2 separate regions of the Macaca mulatta genome follow, and region 2 is linked to region 1. The links are chromatin contacts, called in public Hi-C maps. All regions are on one chromosome and are shown on one strand. The core of a region is the stretch at or near the end of the contact, and the rest is flanking DNA. Distances in the headings are between cores, read along the strand shown.

Region 1 (6,124 bases), core at 1,106-3,605:
AACCAACTCGTTTGTTTGAAAGGATGTCCTTCTCGTGTGGTTGTATGCCTGACAATACCTTACATGAGGTTAGTGGAAGAATTTGCACGTTTTTTTCTTGGCGGGGGAGGGGGTGGAGTGCAGTGGCATGATCTCTGCTCAATGCAACCTCCACCTCCCGGGTTCAAGGTGTTCTCCTGCTTCGGCCTCCCAAGTAGCTGTGGTTACAGGCACCTGCCACCATGCCTGGCTGATTTTTTGTATTAGTAGAGGGGGGTTTCACCATGTTGGCCAGGCTGGTCTCAGACTCCTGACCTCAAGTGATCTGCCTGCTTCAGCCTCCCAAAGTGCTGGGATTACAGGCATGAGCCACTGTGCCTGACCAGCATTTGTGCTTTTAAAACCCATCTTTATGTTGTGACATCCAGATTGCCGAATGTTTTGGTGAGACTTGTTCATCTGTTCATGTAAGGCGTGTGCTATATGCAGGCACTGGGGTACGTACCAGGGAACAGTTCCTGTTGTCAAGGAACTTCTCTACTGTGGAAGAGGCAGGGCAGGGCAAATGATACGATTCTCCAAGTTGCTGGCGGTGAAGTCCCCATGCCCACCAAACAGGTCCAGGGCAGCAGCTGCAGGAAGCCCCAGCCCACTTGCTGGTGGATGGAGGGGGTGCTGGTGCCAGTGCCAGGCAAGGGGTTGGGGGTGAGACCATAATGTATGCTAAATATGTATTAAAACGCTTAGCTGGGTGTGGGGGTGCACTTCTGTAGTCCCAGCTATTTGGGAGGCTGAGGTGGGAAGATCACTTGAGCCCAGGAGTTTAAGGCTGCAGTGAGCCAAGATCACACCACTGCACTCCATCCTGGGAGACAGAACAAGACCCTGTATTTTTAAAAAAAATTAATTCAGAAGCACAAAGAGAGCTCTGGAACCATTATGGGGCTTTGCTAAATCAAAACTAGGTTTTAGAATATTTAAAACTTTCATGATTAATGTACTAGATATTAACGCAGGATGGGGGGGCGGGGGGAAGCCTGTGTTGGTCCTCTCCAGAAAGTTGCACAGCCAGGAGCACCCTTCTCTAGGCTTCAGGCATTCCCTATGGGGCCTTGCCAGCTGGCACCCAGCCGTATGCTGCTAAAACAAGCCTGAGCACCAGTGATTGACACTGTTCGTGAAAGCAAGTTACTTGGTGGAACCTATCCCCCTTTAACAAATGAACAATCCTGTCTCTTTCCAGGACCAGAGTCCTGCAGCAATTAAGCATGCAACATTTGGGCAGCTATCTGAGGGAGACTACCAGTTACTCCAAAAAACTTTTCAACTCCTTAGACACTGAAGGCCCTGATAGCACTTTTTCATTTAATCTTTTTATTTAATGCCTTCACAAACATTCCTGGGACACTCACAGGTGAAGTTTGGCACTGAGCAGGTAAGGCTGAAAGGGTCTTGCTCCTGTTACTCTCCATTGCCAGTTCTCTATTGCGGCTGTTCTGCACACCACAGCTGCCCAATAAAATGTGTCAGGCACGCAAGCCCACCTCAAATTGCTGCTCCTTTGTGAAGCTTTACCTCTGTCTTCGCCACAGGTAACTGACCTGGCCTTTCTGTGGCTTCCCTTTCAATGTAGAATTCTCGTGTTAGTCTTATGTGCCGGCCTCCTACCCCTCTATCCTGCTAACTTGACTCAACCTGTAGGACAGCCCAGGTGCCATTTACAGAGGGACTTCCTTGACCTCCTGAGCCCTATTCTATGCAACCAGGGCTTACAAAAAAAAAAACACTCCAGCACTCAGAGGAATGAATGTTAACAGCCTGGGCAGCTCCCACCCCCTCCCACACAGGAACAGCTCCAAACATCACTCCTCCTTGGACTTTCCTCCTCCCTAAGCCTACCTCAAATGTACATATGTGAAACATTCACTATACCCGAAGATGTCTGCACACGACAGCTCTATTCATACTCCTCATCCAACAAATTACACTCTCCTCAAGAAAGCCTCGAGGCTTGTAGGAAGTAGGTCTGGCGGGAGAACGAAAACGAGGTCACGGAGACCACATCCCTGAATGCTGCCTGGCTCGACTCAAACGCAACACGCGTTAAATGCTAGGGCAAGCTGCTCCTGCGCAGCCCTCCTCCACAGAGTGCCAGGGAGAGAGCGTAAAGCCACCCGCGAGGCGGAGCTGGTGCGCCTCCGACCCGCGCCTACGGTAACCGGTCGTGCGGCACTGAGTCCTTGCAGCAAACCTGCCGAACTCCAGCCGTGGACCTCTGAACACCCGGCAGGGCCGGGTTTGGCGGCGCGCTGGGACTTTCGTCATTCTTCCGCGCCCTCCGCCTGCCAGCTGATTGGCCCCTGGGCCAGGGGCGGGGCACTCGCTGTGGAGGCAAGCCGCGGCGCGCGGGCGGTTGGTCGGGTTCTCGGGCCTGGCGGTAGGCAAGTGTGGCTTGTCGCTGTCGGATACTTGGGGTGAGCGGAAAGCATGGCGGGGACCTCCGCGCCAGGCAGCAAGAGGCGGAGCGAGCCCCCGGCGCCTCGCCCCGGCCCGCCGCCGGGCACCGGGCACCCCCCTAGCAAGCGGGCCCGGGGCTTCTCCGCGGCCGCTGCCCCGGACCCTGACGACCCGTTTGGCGCGCATGGGGACTTCACTGCCGACGACCTGGAGGAGCTTGACACCCTCGCGTCACAGGCCCTGAGCCAATGTCCGGCCGCGGCTCAGCACGTGTCCAGTGAGTGCTCCTCGCGGCCTTTTTCTCGGAGGGAGTTGCAGACCGCGCCAGATCGCCTTGATGGCTGTGGCTTCGGAGCCTCGCGGCCAGCACTGCCCTTTCGCCTTTTTAAAATATGGGAACACTCTGATTTAAGCAGCGGTTGTCTTCCAGAAGGTCCTTTGATTTTAGGGGGAAATAAATTAGCCAGGTCATACAGCAGATTTGAAACATAGAACGCTAAGTTGACATTTTACTTTATTTTCTAAAGTTTAGGCCACTTGGTTCTTGGTTCTAAGCAGAGATCCTTGGAACACACCTACCACCACCATCAGAACCATCACTACCCATGCATGAGGACCCATTCTTGTGACAAGTTTGAGCGGCTTTAGATCTTATGAAGCCCACTGTCTCCCTTGGGCAGTGTTAGCATGGGAGGAGTCTGACACAGGCAAGAGATGAAATAAATTTATTCTTTTATACAACCAGTAAACTGCTAGGTGCCCAAACGTGAGGAACTGCAACTGAGCTAACAATGAACAAAATACAAAAACTGTCCTTCATGGAGCTTACATGCTAGTTGAGGAATGAGTGAAGTCTTGAGGACTCCTAGAAAGAGAAAGGTTTTGAGTGCACCTTGCATCTGTACTTGAGTGTCTCAAGGCACCTTAAACTCAACACGATCATTTCCTGGAAACCCAGTCCTCCTCCAGCATTTCTAGCATGGTGCCGGCAAAGCAGACATTCAGAGAATGATGACCACAAGGAAGTAACTAGCACCACTCTCCATCCAGTGGCACAAGGCGACTCTTCGCCTTTCCTTGACTCTACATCTAATTTCGTTGCAAAGCCTGTCAAGCTTACCTTCTTAATCCTTCTCTGGACTCTTATCACTTCTACCAACTGCCTGATCTATACTGCCATGAGTCCTCCCTTGAACAATAGTCTGCTAAATTGGTTTCCCATTTCCAGTCTTGACTCCCTACAAGTGAGGCTTCACATTACATTCTGAGTGATCTTTTCAAAACTCAAATCTGGCTGTTATATACATAACTATTATCTTATATACATTAACACCCCTATTTTTTTTTTTTTTTTTTGAGACGGAGTCTCACTCTGTCACCCTGGCTGAAGTGCAGTGGTGCCATCTTGGCTCACTGCAGCCTCCACCTCCCAGGTTCAAGCGATACTGCCTCAACCTCCCTAGTAGCCTCAGCCTCCCAAGTAGCTGGGATTACTTGTGCCCACTACCACGCCCAGCTAATTTTTGTATTTTTAGTAAAGACGGGATTTTGCCGTGTTGGCCAGGCTGGTCTCAGACTCCTGACCTCAGGTGATCCACCTGCCTCGGCCTCCCAAAGTGCTGGGGTTACAGGCGTGAGCCACCGCACCCAGCCATGAACACCCCTAATGAAAGCCCTTTAATAATTTCCCACTTCTAGTGTAAAGACCAAAATCCTTAACATGGCCTGCAAGGCCCAGCCTGATTTGGCCCTTTCTCACTCTCTGGGTTCTGGCTGCACTAACTTTCTTTGAATTCTCTCTGCTTCTTTACAATACAGGAACTTTATACATTGTTCTTTCTTTGTACATTGAGTATACTTTCCATTCATTCATCTCCACTTATCTGGTTAATTCCTACTTGTCCTTCAGCTCTCAGCTCCTTCAAGTCTTCCCTAGGGAAATGTTCCAGTCATCCCACGTAAGTCAGATTGCTGTCATATTACAGACTTTCCTGTATTTGTTCTCTTCTGCAGTTCTTAATCACAGTTATAATTTTCCATTTATCTGTGTGATTATTTGTCAAATGTCTTTTAAGCTCTGTAAGGACAGTATCAATTTTGCTCGCCATTGTATCTGTAGAGCCTAACATGCCTGGCATATTGTATGTGGTCAGTAACTATTTTTTTTTTTTTTTTTTTTTTTGAGACGGAGTCTCGCTCTGTTGCCCAGGCTGGAGTGCAGTGGCCGGATCTCAGCTCACTGCAAGCTCCGCCTCCTGGGTTTACACCATTCTCCTGCCTCAGCCGCCAGAGTAGCTGGAACTACAGGCGCCCGCCACCTCGCCCGGCTAGTTTTTTGTATTTTTTAGTAGAGACGGGGTTTCACTAAACCCCGCCTCAGCCTCCCAAAGTGCTGGGATTACAGGTGTGAGCCACTGTGCCCGGCTGCCTGGCTAATTTTAAAATTCTTTGTAGAGATGGGGTTTTTTCCTTATGTTGCCCAGGTTGGTCTTGAACTCCTGGGCTTAAGCAATCCTCCTGCCTTTGCCTCCCAAAGTGCTGGGAAGAATTGCTCTTGAAAGCAAAGCAGAGAAAGACCTAGTAAGCAATATAGGTGTTTTTCAACCTAAGAACATGGTTCAAACTCATAAATGATCCTTCTTTTTTTTTTTTTTTGAGACGGAGTCTTGCTCTGTTGCCCAGGCTGGAGTGCAGTGGTGTGATCTCAGCTAACTGCAACCTCCACCTCCCAGGTTCAAGTGATTCTCGTGCCTTACCCTCCTGAGTAGCTGGGATTACAGGCATGTGCTACCAGGCCCGGGTAATTTTTATATTTTTAGTAGAGATGGGGTTTCACCATATTGGCCAGCCTGGTCTCAAACTCCTGGCCTCAAGTGATAAGCCCGTGTCGGCCTCCCAAAGTGCTGGGATTACAGGCATGAGTCACCACACCGGCTGAAATTCATAAATGATCCTTCTAAAACAACAGATCCTGTTACTCTTTCCCTATCCTTCATCCAATTCCAAGAGTCTCATCTAAAGCCTGAGGAGATCTCATTGGCCAGAACTCAATGATCTATTTATTATTCAATAATAGTTACTGGCTGGGCGCAGTGGCTCAAGCCTGTAATCCCAGCACTTTGGGAGGCCGAGACGGGCGGATCACGAGGTCAGGAGATCGAGACCAGCCTGGCCAACATGGTGAAATGCCATCTCTACTAAAATACAAAAAAAAAAAAAAAATTAGCCAGGCATGGTAGCACACACCTGTAGTCCCAGCTACATAGGAGGCTAAGGCAGGAGGATCACTTGAACCCAGGAGGTCAAGGTGGCAGTGAGCAGTGATCACACCACTGCACTCCAGCCTGGGTGACAGAGCAAGACCCTATTTAAAAAAAAAAAGTGGGTATTTTCAGCATTTTCTGGTGAAAGTGGGAAAATGTTGGGTCCTGAAATGTATATGGAACTGTTTTTTACAGGTGATCATAAGGTCCACAGATTAATAGATGGCATGTCAAAAAATCCTGCGGGGAAAAACAGAGAAAGTGTTCCAATTAAAGATAATTTTGAATTAGAGGTACTTCAAGCACAATACAAAGAACTGAAAGAAAAGGTAAGTGACTTAACTTGCTGTTTTTGTAGCTAATTCATTCACGTATGTGTTTAAGAGCATGTACAGTAAAATATACAAAAATTGCAAAACAAGTGT
Region 2 (6,124 bases), core at 2,029-4,528, 120 kb after region 1:
GACATGCCTGGCAAGGGGCAGTGTTTATGTTCCGGCACTTCCACCCAAGGAGCAGCCACAAGTCCCTGGAGGGGGTGCCAGAATTGACTCCTGAACTGCAGCTGCTCTCACCTCCTTAGGCCAGGCTGGGGAAGGAAGAGCTCTTTAAAATAAAGCAATGTGCCATGGAGGCCCTGTTCAGAGGGGACAGAAAGTCATCTCTCCTGTTGCCCTGTGCACACACCAGTCATGTCCTTACCCAGGAATAGTCTTGCCACCTTTCAGCTGAGAAAAGCCATCAAACACCGTCCTTTCTGCAGTCCTTCCTGAGTTGGCTCTTGACCCACCTGCCCCCAGAGTTTCTCCAGGTCTGAGCTCAGAGGCCAATGATGGGAAAGGTAAAAGCCTCCCAGCCCTCAGGTGTGGCTTTAGGTTTTATCAAGTGGGGGTGTGTCTGTGGGAGTGGAGGAGGTGCAGTACATCCCTCAGTCCACTAGCCCCTAGTGCCCTGAGGAGCTGGGGACTAGACTCCAGAGAAAACCCAGTACAAAGCACAGACCAGCAGTGGGTCCTAGTTCCTCCTCCCCACAAAGCCCTGGGACCAAATCCGCTTCCAGCCCCACCCACGCCCTCTGGGTTCGGACTGTCCTTGCAGTCACTCAACATACAAGTCTACCATGCAAAGGGTAAAATGTTGCCCAAATGCAGGCACTGGGAGCTGGAGGTGCTGCATGGGCAGGTTTCATTCATTCACTACCCACTCCCTGCTGTGAACCCTGGGACCTTGGCTGAGGCCCAAGTCCCCACACAACCTGCAGGTCTCATCTTTGGCCTCTCGGGTGCTACTTCCTCCTCCAGGAAAAAGTGTGGACCTAGAACCCAGTCTACCCCAACACCCTGAGACACTGTGATGGCATGAGCCCCTCAGCTCAGGCCAGAGCCACATTTCAGTCCCCCACTTAGAGCTTGGAGAAACAGAGGCCCTGCCTCAGGAGCTATGAGACCTACCCATTGGGCCTCAGCTTCCTCTCACCTGTAAAGGGGGTTGGCTTGGAGCTGATGCATCAATCCCTGACTCAGACGTAGTGAGAAGCAAACAAAGAATGGTAGTGATGACAGAATACTCTGCCTCCACTTATTGAGGACCTACTCCTTAAAGGCTCACAGACTTGGCTGGGCACGGCAGCTTGTGCCTGTAATCCCAACACTTTGGGAGGCCGAGGGGGGGCAGATCATTAGAGGTAAGGAATTCAAGACCAGCCTGGCCAACATGGTGAAACTCCATCTCTACTAAAAATACAAAATTAGCCGGGCGTGGTGGTGCATGCCTGTAATCCCAGCAACTTGGAGGCTGAGGCAGGAGAATTGCTTGAACCCAGGAGGCAGAGGTTGCCAGTGAGCTGAGACAGGACCACTGCACTACAACCTGGGCAACAAGAGTGAAACTCCATCTCAAAAAAAAAAAAAAAGGCCAGGTCCTCACTCCTTTCCTCTGTGTAGTAATAGCAGCCACCCCTCTAAGTCAGGACCACATAACACTAATAACACAGACTGGCTCTGCCTCCATGCCTCCAGAAGAGTCTCAAAGGAGGGCTGGCCATAGCCGTCAGGACTGAATGTGCATTGTAGACAGCCACAGACCCCAGGACCTACATCACAATCAGAGCCATGAGTTACCACGACTTGGTCTGGTCAGAAACATGGCCTTCCCCTACCAGGACTCACAGTGGGGCCAGAAATACACACACCCTTCCCCCAGGATTCATATCATGATCAAAGCCGTGGCCCCAGGCTGCTGCAGCAGGATGAGCACAAAGAACTCTCCCCTTGCTTATCATACATAAGCAGAGGCAGGATCACAGGGAGACCCAGGCATGTCACACAATCTCCTGATCTCCATTTCACTGTGAGTTAAACTAGATGTTCTCTGAGGTCCTGGACAAGTTGCAAATTCATTACAATGTTTCAGTTACTCCTAAAACAAATCTTTCTTTTTCCTGGTAATAAAAAAGTTGCAGGCCAGGACCCATGCCTGTAATCCCAACACTTTGCAAGGCAGAGGCCAAAGGATCCACTTGAAGCTATGAGTTGGAGACCAGCCCAGACAATATAGCAAGACCCTGTTTCTACAAAAAAAAAAAAAAGTTGGGTGTGGTGGTGCACCTGTAGTCCCAGCTAATCGGGAGGTTGAGGTGGGAGGACTGCTTGAGCCCAGTAGGTTGTGACTGCAGTGAACTATGATCGAGCCACTGCACTTGCTCCAGCTTGGGCCACTGAGCGAAAAAAAAAAAAACAAAACTGCCAGCTCATTTAAGGACAGGCAGAAACTCAAGGAAGCGGTTTAAACACCTGGGACCCTAGGAGAGGTGAGCCCCTGAACAATTCCATGAATTTCAGCATTCTCCTAGCTGTTTCACCCTCCAGTTTTACTGTACACCCATGACCCCAGGTGGATACTTACATGTCCAGGGACACAGACACAGGCCCACATGGCATACTTTTCTGTCTCTATCCTGAGCACATCTGCGCTGAAGTTCCTACCCAAGCTCAGCTTTAAGGCCAAGAGGCACCCTTCCTCCTGTTGGAAAACTAGCCCACCTTTGAAAGTTCTGGGCTCAGAGAGGTCAAGTAATTCACCTAGGGCCACACAGCTCAGTTCCAGTCCAACAATCCGGCCCACGCTCCTTCGCCAGGAGAGAGGGAAGGGCCTGGGGTGCCCACAGGGTCCTCCCCAGGCTGGGGGCGATGGGGATTGGGGCGGGAAGCGAGGGGGCCAGCGCCCTCCCCGAGGTGATGGTAGCCAGACCTAGTCACCGCCAAGCCGATATGCCCCCACATACCTGTCCCCGACCCCTGCTCTGCCACACCTGTCTCTGGCCCACCACTGTCACGACCGCCTCACCTGTCCCCAGCAGCCTCCCCAAGTCACGGCGGCCTCACCTGTCCCCGGTTCCCCACCTGTCTACAGCCCCTTCTCCATGCGAGACCCCCGCCCAGGCCGCGCTACCCACCCATCCCGGTGCACCTCCCATCCCCTCCCGGAGGACCCCGCCTCACCACCGCGCTGGCAAGCGTGCAGAGCGGGCCGCCCATTGCTGTATGGCATCCAGATCTTCTTCAGGGGGTTCTGGGTCAATTCCCGTGGGGACGCCATCCCGGGGCCGGGATGAGTCGGATTACGCCGCTTCCAACCCAGCAGCCGGGCCACCTCGGGCCACCCGAGGTCCCGCCCCTTGGGCCACGCCCCTCCCCAAGCCGCGACAGCCCATGTCTATCTTCCCGCAGGCCCCGCCCCAGAGTGAGTAGGCTCCGCCCCAGCTGAGAGGGCCCGGCCTCCGACCACGCATGCCCAACTCACGTACCCGCCCGTTTTGGAACAAGCGGGCCCAGTTCTTCAGGCCAGGATCGAGAATGCGCATGCTCAACTCCGGATCGTGCTGGCCCCGCCCCAGTTCAAGACCCGGATTATGTAGGCCCGCCCCGGATGCGCAAACTCAGCGCTCCCAATCTGCCCGCGCTGATTTGCATAGGCCCCACCTACGGGCCCCGCCCCGGCGCTGCATACCTGAGCAGCGGCACGCGTGAATTCTGCTCCCTCCTTGCCGGGGAGCCCGGGGCCCCCAGGAGGGAGGGGTTTTCATGCAGTGGGACGAGGCCTACGTGACCCGCATGGCCAGGTTGGTCAGAGCCGACAGGGGCCACTAGGCCTGTTGTGCCAGCCGTCAGCTCCGCTTCGCCCTCCTGCCCCTGCTCGGGGTCCCCCTTGACTGCTCCGAGCCCCGGGACTCTCCACCGTCCATAGGAGTGCGCTCAACCACGCTGGAAAAGCTCCTTTATATCATGGATAGAGACGCAAAACACATTTCAATATTGTTCCTCTTTCTCTTTGCTTTGGCTGCTGGAGACGGAGTTTCGCTCCCGTTGCCCAGGCTGGAGTGCAATGGCGCTATCTCGGCTCACTGCAAACTCCGCCTCCCGGGTTCAAGGGATTCTCCTGCCTCAGCTTCCCAAGTAGCTGGGGTTACAAGCGCCTACCACCACGCCCTGCTAATTTTTGTATTTTTAGTTTCACCACTTTGGCCAGGCTGGTCTTGAACTCCTGACCTCTGGTGATCCGCCCTCCTCAGCTTCCCAAAGTACTGGGATTACAGGCGTGAGCCACCGCGCCCGGCCGTGCGTGGGACTTAGTAACCAAGTACTTTGGGTACTCACTAAGCCCGGCAGTATCTTGTCTTTCCAGAATTTCAGTTTTTCCAATTAACTTTTTTTTTTTTTTTTTTTGAGACGGAGTCTCGCTCTGTCGCCCAGACTGGAGTGCAGTGGCGCGATCTCGGCTCACTGCAAGCTCCGCCTCCCGGGTTCACGCCATTCTCCTGCCTCAGCCTCCGGAGTAGCTGGGACTACAGGCGCCCGCCACCACACCCGGCTAATTTCTTTTTGTATTTTTAGTAGAGACGGGGTTTCACCGTGTTAGCCAGGATGGTCTCGATTTCCTGACCTTGTGATCCGCCCGCCTCGGCCTCCCAAAGTGCTGAGATTACAGGCTTGAGCCACCGCGCCCGGCCCCAATTAACTTTTCTTTGTTTGTTTTTTAGTATTTTGGGTTTTTTTCCAACTAAATTTTTACATATTTTTTGAAAATAGTATGTTAATAACATTTTCTCTTCATCAGGAAAATGGGATGTGCACATCGTCAATCTTGCAGTATTATAGTATGAATTAAATATGTCAATCTCTAAGAAATTCATTTTAAACTACGTTAAGGTTGCCTTTTACTATATTTGTATCTCCCTCTTGTCTTTGAAAATGCACTGGGGACAAGGAACAGGGGAGAGATCCAGAAGTTCGTAAACCGCTGGCTCACTCTCTTGTTTGGCCCCCACCGGACTCTTTCAGGCTCCCGCCTCCTCAGGATCCCCAGCCCCGCCTCTCCAAGCTTTGTACACTCTCCGCCCCAGCCCCCACCAACACGGCTTCGACCTGAGCCACACTGCCCTCTAGCGACCTCATCCACAACACCCCTGTCCGGTGCCCTGCATCCTCAAGTTCTCTCTGCCCAGTGTGTAGCCAGCCAGGAGCCAGGTGTTGAGGGCATGGGACTGGCAACAAGACTGGCCTCGTGGGCTATAGGTGTAGCACCCCTTCCCATGCCATCCCTGCCAGAGCCCTGCCTTGGATCAGTCCAAGTCCACCCAGCTCTTTAAAGCTTGGCAAGGACCCTTAAGATGACTGACACAGATGTCTTGCCCACTTCATAGGAAATGAAGATTCCGAAGGTCCACATTCTGGAAGCCCATCTGGACCCTCCCCCAAACCAGCTCTAGCTGCTTGCCCTGGGAACACCCTGCCCCAGGCAGGGTCAACGACTTCTTCCTTCCTCATCCTCCTTTTGCAGTATCCACCCACTCATTCCTCCACCCCAGTCCCAGCAGATCTGAGCACATCCATGGGCGGCTCCTGATGAACTGGGTGCCCCTTGTGTCCTGCTCCCTACTTCTCCAAAGCCACTCATTCTGTTTGTGACACAGTCAACCCTCTTTTCTTCTGGCCACTGCCAAGGCCATCGTGGTGCCACTGTGGCCTCTGAGACCTCATTACCACACACCCACACCCTGTCTAACCCACAGGACTCATTGCAAAACCTATCTCCTCTGACATCTACAGACACCCAGCACCTCCTCCGGCCTGTCCATTCTTCTCTTCCCAGACCTCCTGGCACACTAATCAAGGGCTGGGGGTAGAGGACAGCCGGCCTGGGCAGGGGGCCACGGCTATCTCTGGGAAGGCATCCTCACACCCAGACAGGATGAGCCTGGTTCCCAGGAAATGCAGCAGCTCTGCACCTCCCTCTCTTCCCCAGAAAGTCTACCCGTGGCTGACCCAGGCACCCTCCTTCAAGCCCCTATGTCCAGCTGGAAGGTCACAGTTCAACATCAGGAGATGCCTGGGGTTCCTCCCCAAGGCCACAGTCCACATCTGCTCTGAGGATATTCTCCATCTCCCCTCCCATGGCCCTGTTTGTCAGGTGGGAACCTGAGGGTCGGGAAGAGGGAGAAGGGCCCAAGATCACAGAGTGAGTCCGCAGTGCAGCATGGACTCAGTTCAACTCCCAGCCTTCCGGACCTTGCCTCCCACACTCCACTGG

The links. Hi-C and Micro-C count contacts between places; a contact is called where the count stands out from the background.
Region 2: a Hi-C map of blood shows a contact between it and region 1, with 5 times the contacts expected there. The contact joins the promoter of PFKFB4 here to the promoter of ATRIP in region 1. A contact is called at or near these places in 2 of 14 Hi-C or Micro-C datasets (blood and fetal cortex germinal zone).

What each region holds. Positions count from the first base shown.
Region 1 is chr2:111,851,433-111,857,556 of T2T-MMU8v2.0, forward strand. ATRIP (ATR interacting protein) reads left to right here and starts at 2,356. Exons shown (of 14, transcript XM_077992489.1): 1 at 2,356-3,680; 2 at 4,346-4,394; 3 at 5,895-6,028. The coding sequence starts at 5,927. The region is part of intron 1 of TREX1 (three prime repair exonuclease 1); the gene reads left to right.
Region 2 is chr2:111,966,345-111,972,468 of T2T-MMU8v2.0, forward strand. PFKFB4 (6-phosphofructo-2-kinase/fructose-2,6-biphosphatase 4) reads right to left here and starts at 3,279. Exons shown (of 16, transcript XR_013413918.1): 1 at 3,037-3,279.